Regions from separate parts of the Astyanax mexicanus genome. Here region 1 is linked to region 2. The links are chromatin contacts, called in public Hi-C maps. All regions are on one chromosome and are shown on one strand. Each heading gives the region's core, a stretch centred on a gene start, on an enhancer-like site or on the middle of the called end of the contact. The rest is flanking DNA. Distances are from core to core; before and after follow the strand shown. Region 1 holds the start of mych (myelocytomatosis oncogene homolog). Region 2 has its middle 36 kb from the start of mych.

Region 1 (3,716 bases), core at 892-3,391, 36 kb after region 2:
AAACTTTAAAGAACAAATGATCACTTTTTAGCTAGTTTAAAAACATTTATAAATCTATTTTGTATAAGTTTAGCACACCAATTATTTAAAAATATTTAAACAAAATGCAAATAAACAAATTCTCACTATAATAACAGTCTAAATAAACCCTAAGAATTTATCTGCAAAGCAATATTCTCTATGATACACTAATCAACATGAATCGATAAAGTTTGTATTGATTATCATAATCTGTGTCTACAGCTACTGTAAGTAAAGTAATCCAGTCCGAGTTTTGGCTCCGACCGCCGGTCTGTTTCGCCGCGCTCTAACCGGAGCCGCGCCTGCAGCTGCGGCAGGAACCAAATCCCGGAGCGGACAAGCTTCCCCGAAACAACACTCAGTAAACACTCACCGGAATCGCTGGAGGAGGACTCGCCCCCGGCGGACAGAGAGCCGTAGTCCGAGGACTCCTCGCTGAGCTCCGGGCTGTCCAGCAGCAGATCCTCGCTCTCCAGCAGCTGGCAGGCGAGCGCCGCGCTGTGGCAGTCCAGCGTGGATCCGGCGATCTCCGCGAAGATGTGCGCGTCTATATCCGAGAGCAGCGGGCTGGAGGACAGCACCGCGCCCAGCTTCTCCTCCGCGGACTTCTCCCCGGGACCCGGCCACAGGCACGCCGCCGACACCGGGTCTATGGGGCTCGGATCGGAGCTCGCCCCCGGGCTGGACCCGGACCCCGATCCGCCGGACTCCGCGCTGAAGTCGCTGCTCCAGCTGAGCTGCAGAAAGTCGCTGTCCTCCAGCAGGAGCTCCGACACCAGCTCCAGCTGCTCCACGCTGGAGAGCGGCCGGCCCGGGCCCGGCTTCAGCGGCGGGGAGTGCGGCGGGGTGGGCAGCGCGTGGTTCTGCAGGTCCTTGATGAGACTCTGACAGAATTCATCATCAAACAGCAGCGGCTCCGACTCGCTCAGCCAGTCGTGCGGCGGAGAACAGCTCGGTAACATCCTGCAGAACCTGCGGAGCAAAACCCGGTCAGAACCGAACCTACAGAACCTACAGAACCACACAGTGATCCGCCTGTTTATATATCAGCTCCTAATCTCACCCGAGAGCACGCGGTTCACTCTACGCTTCCCGGCAAACGCGGGTTTTATCAGTGTTTACAATTCTGGCGCCGCCCATTTGTGGGCGGGGCGTTTCCAGCTCAGTAGTTTAGTGACATCATGCACCAGCTGGAAAGCCCAACACGCCACGTTTAATCTCAATTCAGAACTTTACAGGTCCTTTAGATTATTTTATTCTATTTATTTATTGATTAATGTTTTATATGTATATTTATATGCGGTTTTAATCTCACTGCAGTTTGCTCTCGTCAAATAAGAAAAATACTTTTTTTCTGCTTTTCTAGTTACTTTAAATAGTTTTTAATTTTACTGTACACTGAAAAATGACTAACTCCAATAGGGATTAGCTACTAAATAATTGATCATTTATTACTGCATTAGCCATTTGTCTTTACAAAAATAAATAAATAAATAAAATAAATTTAAAACATTTAACCTCCATAAAACAAGAAAAATAAAAAGTTAGATATATGTGTTTAGTTTAGGTAACGTTAGTTAAAATGTGCTGTTTAAGGTATAATGAGGCTCTGAGAGCAGGGCTGTACAGATCACATGCTCTCACAGTAAAAGTCCCGGCAGCATGCAACCGGCAACCGGCGACCGGCAAACGATAAAAACGGGCACTTACCGGCTGAACAGACCGCTGGAGATAAACCGTGATCAATAAACAGCGGAAACAGAAGAGAATCAGCGATGTTAGGTGTGGAGAAAGTTTTAATAAAGCTGTAAATCCGCTGAAATGTCTGAGGTCGGGAGCACGCGGAGGGGCAGTGGGTGTGGCGGAGCCGGGATTTAATTTTATACAGCCGAAGCGCCGCCGCGTGTCCTTCCACGGAGGAATTCGCGCCAAAACGTGTTCTAGGTAATATTGAATTAAAATCGATTTATTCTAATCGCCAAAGTAACCGCAGAGGGTGATTATATGGGGGCGTTGTTGTCGCAGCGGGTATTAAACGCGCTGTTTCTGCGGGAGAGCGAGCTGTAGTGAGCGGATAGTGCCCGCGCGGAGGGATACAGAGCGGCGTAGCAGGCACAACAAATTCCAAGAAATGGAGGGCGCGAGCCGGCAGACACGTGTCCGCATAGACTCTACCTTTAATCATATAAAACCGCTGCTTAAGGTGGAACTGACCATTCCCAATCCACCTTACTCCCGCGATCAAAAGCTAATAAATGTGGTCAGGCTGATTAAAGGTTTTATACTGAAAACTGCAGAGAGATCGCGGATCAGCAGAGCCCCTTCCTCCATTATATAACAAAGACTGCACTCAGATCCACACACACAGTGGTGGGGTATCCCCCCCCGCACCTCCTCACACTCCTCACACTGCAGGACTGATATACTCTAACAGACCGGCTGCAGTAATAACAGTGTTTAAACCCTCAGAATGTTTACAGTTTACAGTGTAAGCCAGTGGTTTTGTGGGTGTTTGGGGAGTTTGTGGGGTTTGGGTTTTTTGGAGGGTTAGGATGGTTTGGGAGTTTGTGGGGGATTGTGGGAGTTTGTAGGAGTTTGGGGAGTTTAAGTTATTTGCTTTTATTTAAACACATGTCTCCCCTTCTTTAAAGGTGAGGGCGGATCGGGCGCCCTCTACAGGTAACTCTACAGGTAACTCTACAGGTAACTGGAGTGAGTGCAGCTCATTCTTATTCACTCTCAGGATTTCCTACGTAAATCATGTATAGATAAGGGTTTAAAACGTATTTAAAACTACTAAATGTTTAATTTATCAGGAATATAGCTATATTGTTATTTTAGCAGTGTTTTGTGTAAAAGGGCTGAGCTTCTATAATAGAATTGAAAAGTTGCAAAAAATATGCATACAGCAGCATTGTTTTACACTCAAAACTTAAAAATAAAAAGGTTAAGGCTTATATCTATTAATTGACTGTTATAAGAAATGGATTGTTTTCAGAGAAATGCTGCAAAAAGTTCACATAACTCAGAAATTACTATTAGATCTGATATTACTTGTTTGTGTTTTTTTTGTAATATTAAAACATTTAAATTGTAAATGTATCTCTGTCTTTGTCTCCAGTTATTTATGTTGTTCTGTATGTGTTGTGTTGTGTTGTGTTACATTAATCAGATGATGACTGATTTCCTCTTATAAGTCTTGGTTCCTCTAAATGTTTTTTCCTACTGATCTGAGGGACTTTTATTTTATATTATCAGATTACTCAAAGAACTGTTGGAGGCTTGGATTGGGATCCCTGTCTGCAGTTAAATTAAATAATAAAATAAAGGTAAATGTAACACTGTATTTTTTATGTTATATAATACTGATATTACACAATAACTCAACATTAACTCCACAAAAACGCCACAATAATGCCCATATGCTGTCTATAACTGTCAGCTTGATGCGAACCCCAAGCTAACAAAGCACAGCATTGTCTACAGAGCCGCTCTGTCAGCATTACTAACAGAAATCTCCCCCATATCTCACACAGAGCCTGTTCATCTCCCTTATCTGCACTGTCCTGCAGAGGCCTGGGGAGAAGGTGAAGCTGCACACTTCAGATAAAGACCAGCATAAACGGGAAAGTAGAGCTGGAGGTAAAGTGTAGAGCTAGATGTAAAGTGTAGAGCTGGAGGTATAGTGTAGAGCT
Region 2 (3,684 bases), core at 555-3,054:
ATCAGATTTAAAACTTTCTAGAAAATACAGCAACTAAAATGTGCGCTCTACTAAACCTATGGATATTTATCTGTCTATTTTGTATATTCTATTTCTTTTATTGTATTCTTTTTTATCTATATATCTATTAATAACAGCTCTTTGGGTGTAAACTGGATCGTGAGATCACAATTTCGTCCCACCTCATGTACCACATGTGATGCGAATGACAATAAAATCTCCTTGAATCCTTGAGGAGAAGTTAAAGAGTTAATTAAATTGTGTTGATTGTTGGTTGTGTTTTGGTTTCTACAGGTTTTCTCTGGTTCTGATAAACAGTGTCTGAGTGCTACTCTGTGTTTATACGGTATTGCTAAGTGGTTGCTTTGATAAACAATATAGTTCCTGGATTTTTACTGGAATATTATTACAAACGTTTCACTCCGGACACAAAATAAACATTCAAATAATATATTTCATTTATTTCCACAACCGTCATCAAACAGCTTCACAGCAACAAGCACCAAACATCTTTACCATCTTTCACTTTTTATTTAGCTTTCAGTATTTCAGTGTTTCAGTATATCAGTATTTAGTATTTAGTTTCATAAGAACCAAAATACAAAGATTATCATTTATACAGTAGTTGAAAACTTTACTTTTTTAGTATTTTTTTAAAGCATGTTTTAAAAAGACACAAAAATGAGGTTGTATTTTTATTTTCATTTACATGTTTCATCTGTGCTTCAGGTGAGAGTTTAGGAGGTCAGGAGTTCAGGTGTTCTGGAGTTCAGGTGTTCTGGAGTTCAGGTGTTCTGGAGTTCAGGTGTTCTGGAGGTCTGGTGTTCTGGAGGTCTGGTTTTCTGGAGGTCAGGTGTTCTGGAGTTCAGGTGTTCTGGAGTTCAGGTGTTCTGGAGGTCAGGTGTTCTGGAGTTCAGGTGTTAAAGGAAGGATAAGAACATGAAAGGATCTGGGAGTGCAGAGGTGCGGTTATACGGTCAGATTGACCCGCCCACCACCTCCAAACACCTGCTGTAAATCATTATCAGACAGGAGGAAGCTGAACTTCCTAACTGTAAAAAAAACACAGCAGATAAAACACCTGTGCTCAGGTAGATCCTACAGACTCACCTTAGTTTACTGGTTTAAAAATAAATAAAAAAAACAACAGGCATAACACTTGATACCACCTATAATATCATAACAATCACATGACTAATTATTATAGTTATTATTGTTATTATTATTATCTTGTGTTTCTTTTGAAACCCATGTGGCTCCACACTCTGACTGCACTGCTCTGTTATTGTTTACTTTAGAGGTCCTGGTTACAATAATGGTCTGTGAAACTACCTCCACCATGTTTGGAAGCTGTACTTTAGCCTGGGTAACTGTTACGGTTTACACTTCAGGAGGAACCTGGATAAATATCTGAAAACACATTCAGACAGAACCTGACGAGCTACAGGAGATACGAGAGTAACAGTGATCAGATTTATTTAGTGATGATCTGAGAGAGAAGCTCTTTAAAGTGAACGAGTTCACGGTTCTGAGCTTCAGCTGAGCAGCAGATGTTGGACTTTGGCTCAGAGTTACAGAGCTGAGCTGCTCTTCCTCTTCCAGAGAAGAAAAGCAGAAAAATCCAGAATCAACCGAATCAGAACCTCAGAACTTTAGAACCTCAGAGTTTCAGAGTTTCAGAGTGACGCAACGCGAGCATCACCTCCCGCTATAACCTCCTATAATCACCTCCTGTAACAGTCGTTTACGCAGCAGCACAAACCCGGATTCGCCTAATTCCACAGAACTGCTGAGGGGTGGGGCGGGGTATTCAGAATCGAGTGATCTGATTGGCTGGGTTTGTTCCGGGGGAGCGATGGCAGTTTGAAGCTTTTCAGGAGGAAAAAAGTAAAAAAAACAAAAAACAACAAAAGCATTTCTGTGCTGTGAGGTAGTTTTCCCGCCAAACTGCAGCTGGCCCCGCCTCCCGGCCCCACAGTAGCTATGGTAACTGGTTCATGTTATTGCTGTGAGCCAGTGCTGAGTGTGTGTGTGTGTGTGTGTGTGTGTGTGTGTGTGTGTGTGTGTGTGTGTGTGTGTGTGTGTGTACTGCACGTGAGGAAAGCTGAGCTGCAGGAAGTTGAATAGAATCACACAGAGAGAGAGAAAGGGCTGAAAAACACTGATACTCAGAATCTCTCTTACTGTAAATATTTAAATTAATAAAATATGATCTGATTTCTATAATAAGTAATAAATTTAACAATAAAATGATTATTTAATTACAATCACAAACTTAAATGTATTTTATTGAGATTTTAAGTAAAAAAAGTTATACATGGTTTTAAAATTTAATCAAATAAAAATCTCTAAAGTTTTCAGCCCCCCATCAAAACTTAGTAGAGCCTCATTTCTCTACAGTTTCAGCTGCAGGTGTTTTGGTTTGGTTTTATGTAAAAACATAAACACCAGCTTTGATCATCTGGAGACTGTAGAGATTTTTATTCCGTTCTTCTTTATAAAACAGCTGAAGATCAGAATCAGCAGTTTTCATGTTTCTCCAAACTTCAGAATATTAAACAGCATCAATAAAAACATACTGAGGCTTAAATTCAGTCTCTTTACATCATTAATCTACTGCTGATCAACATTAGAAGAGCCTTAAACTGGAAACACCAGCTTTAGTGAGGCTGTGTTCCACTGAACTCATCCCTCCATCTCCCTCCATCTCCCTCCATCTCCCTCCATCTCCCTCCATCTCTCTCCATCTCTCTCCATCTCTCTCCATCTCCCTCCATCTCCCTCCATCTCCCTCCATCTTCCTCCATCTCCCTCCATCTCTCTCCATCTCCCTCCATCTCTTTCCATCTCCCTCCCCTGTACACTACTATACACTACTGTTCACTACTGTACACAACTCTACACTACTGTACACTACTTTACACTACTGTACACTACTGTACACTACTGTATACTATAGTACACTACTTTACACTACTGTACACTACTCTATACTCCTCTACACTACTATACACTACTGTACACTACTCTATACTCCTCTACACTACTATACACTACTGTACACTACTGTACACTACTCTATACTACTGTACACTACTATACACTACTGTACACTACTATACACTACTTTACACTACTGTACACTACTCTATACTCCTCTACACTACTATACACTACTGTACACTACTGTACACTACTCTATACTACTGTACACTACTATACACTACTGTACACTACTATACACTACTTTACACTACTGTACACTACTGTACACTACTCTATACTACTGTACACTACTGTACACTACTATACACTACTATACACTACTTTACACTACTGTACACTACTCTATACTCCTCTATACTACTATACACTACTTTACACTACTGTACACTACTCTATACTACTGTACACTACTGTACACTACTATACACTACTATACACTACTTTACACTACTGTACACTACTATACACTACTGTACACTACTCTATACTACTGTACACTACTGTACACTACTATACACTACTATACACTACTTTACACTACTGTACACTACTGTACACTACTCTATACTACTCTACACTACTGTACACTACTGTACACTTCTATACACTACTGTATACTACTCTATACTACTCTACACTACTGTACACTACTCTATACTACTGTACACTACTGTACAC

What was found. Hi-C and Micro-C count contacts between places; a contact is called where the count stands out from the background.
Region 1: a Hi-C map of blood shows a contact between it and region 2, with 1.8 times the contacts expected there. The contact joins the promoter of mych here to the enhancer-like site in region 2. A contact is called at or near these places in 3 of 3 Hi-C or Micro-C datasets (blood and muscle).

The regions. Positions count from the first base shown.
Region 1 is chr5:58,201,166-58,204,881 of AstMex3_surface, forward strand. mych (myelocytomatosis oncogene homolog) reads right to left here and starts at 2,142. Exons shown (of 3, transcript XM_007258497.4): 1 at 1,732-2,142; 2 at 395-993. The coding sequence starts at 983.
Region 2 is chr5:58,165,892-58,169,575 of AstMex3_surface, forward strand. No RefSeq gene overlaps it. Among protein-coding and RNA genes, the nearest start is that of mych, 36 kb to the right of the region's middle. Within about 2 kb of position 1,805, the one cell type or tissue checked has an H3K27ac peak away from gene starts, as active enhancers do.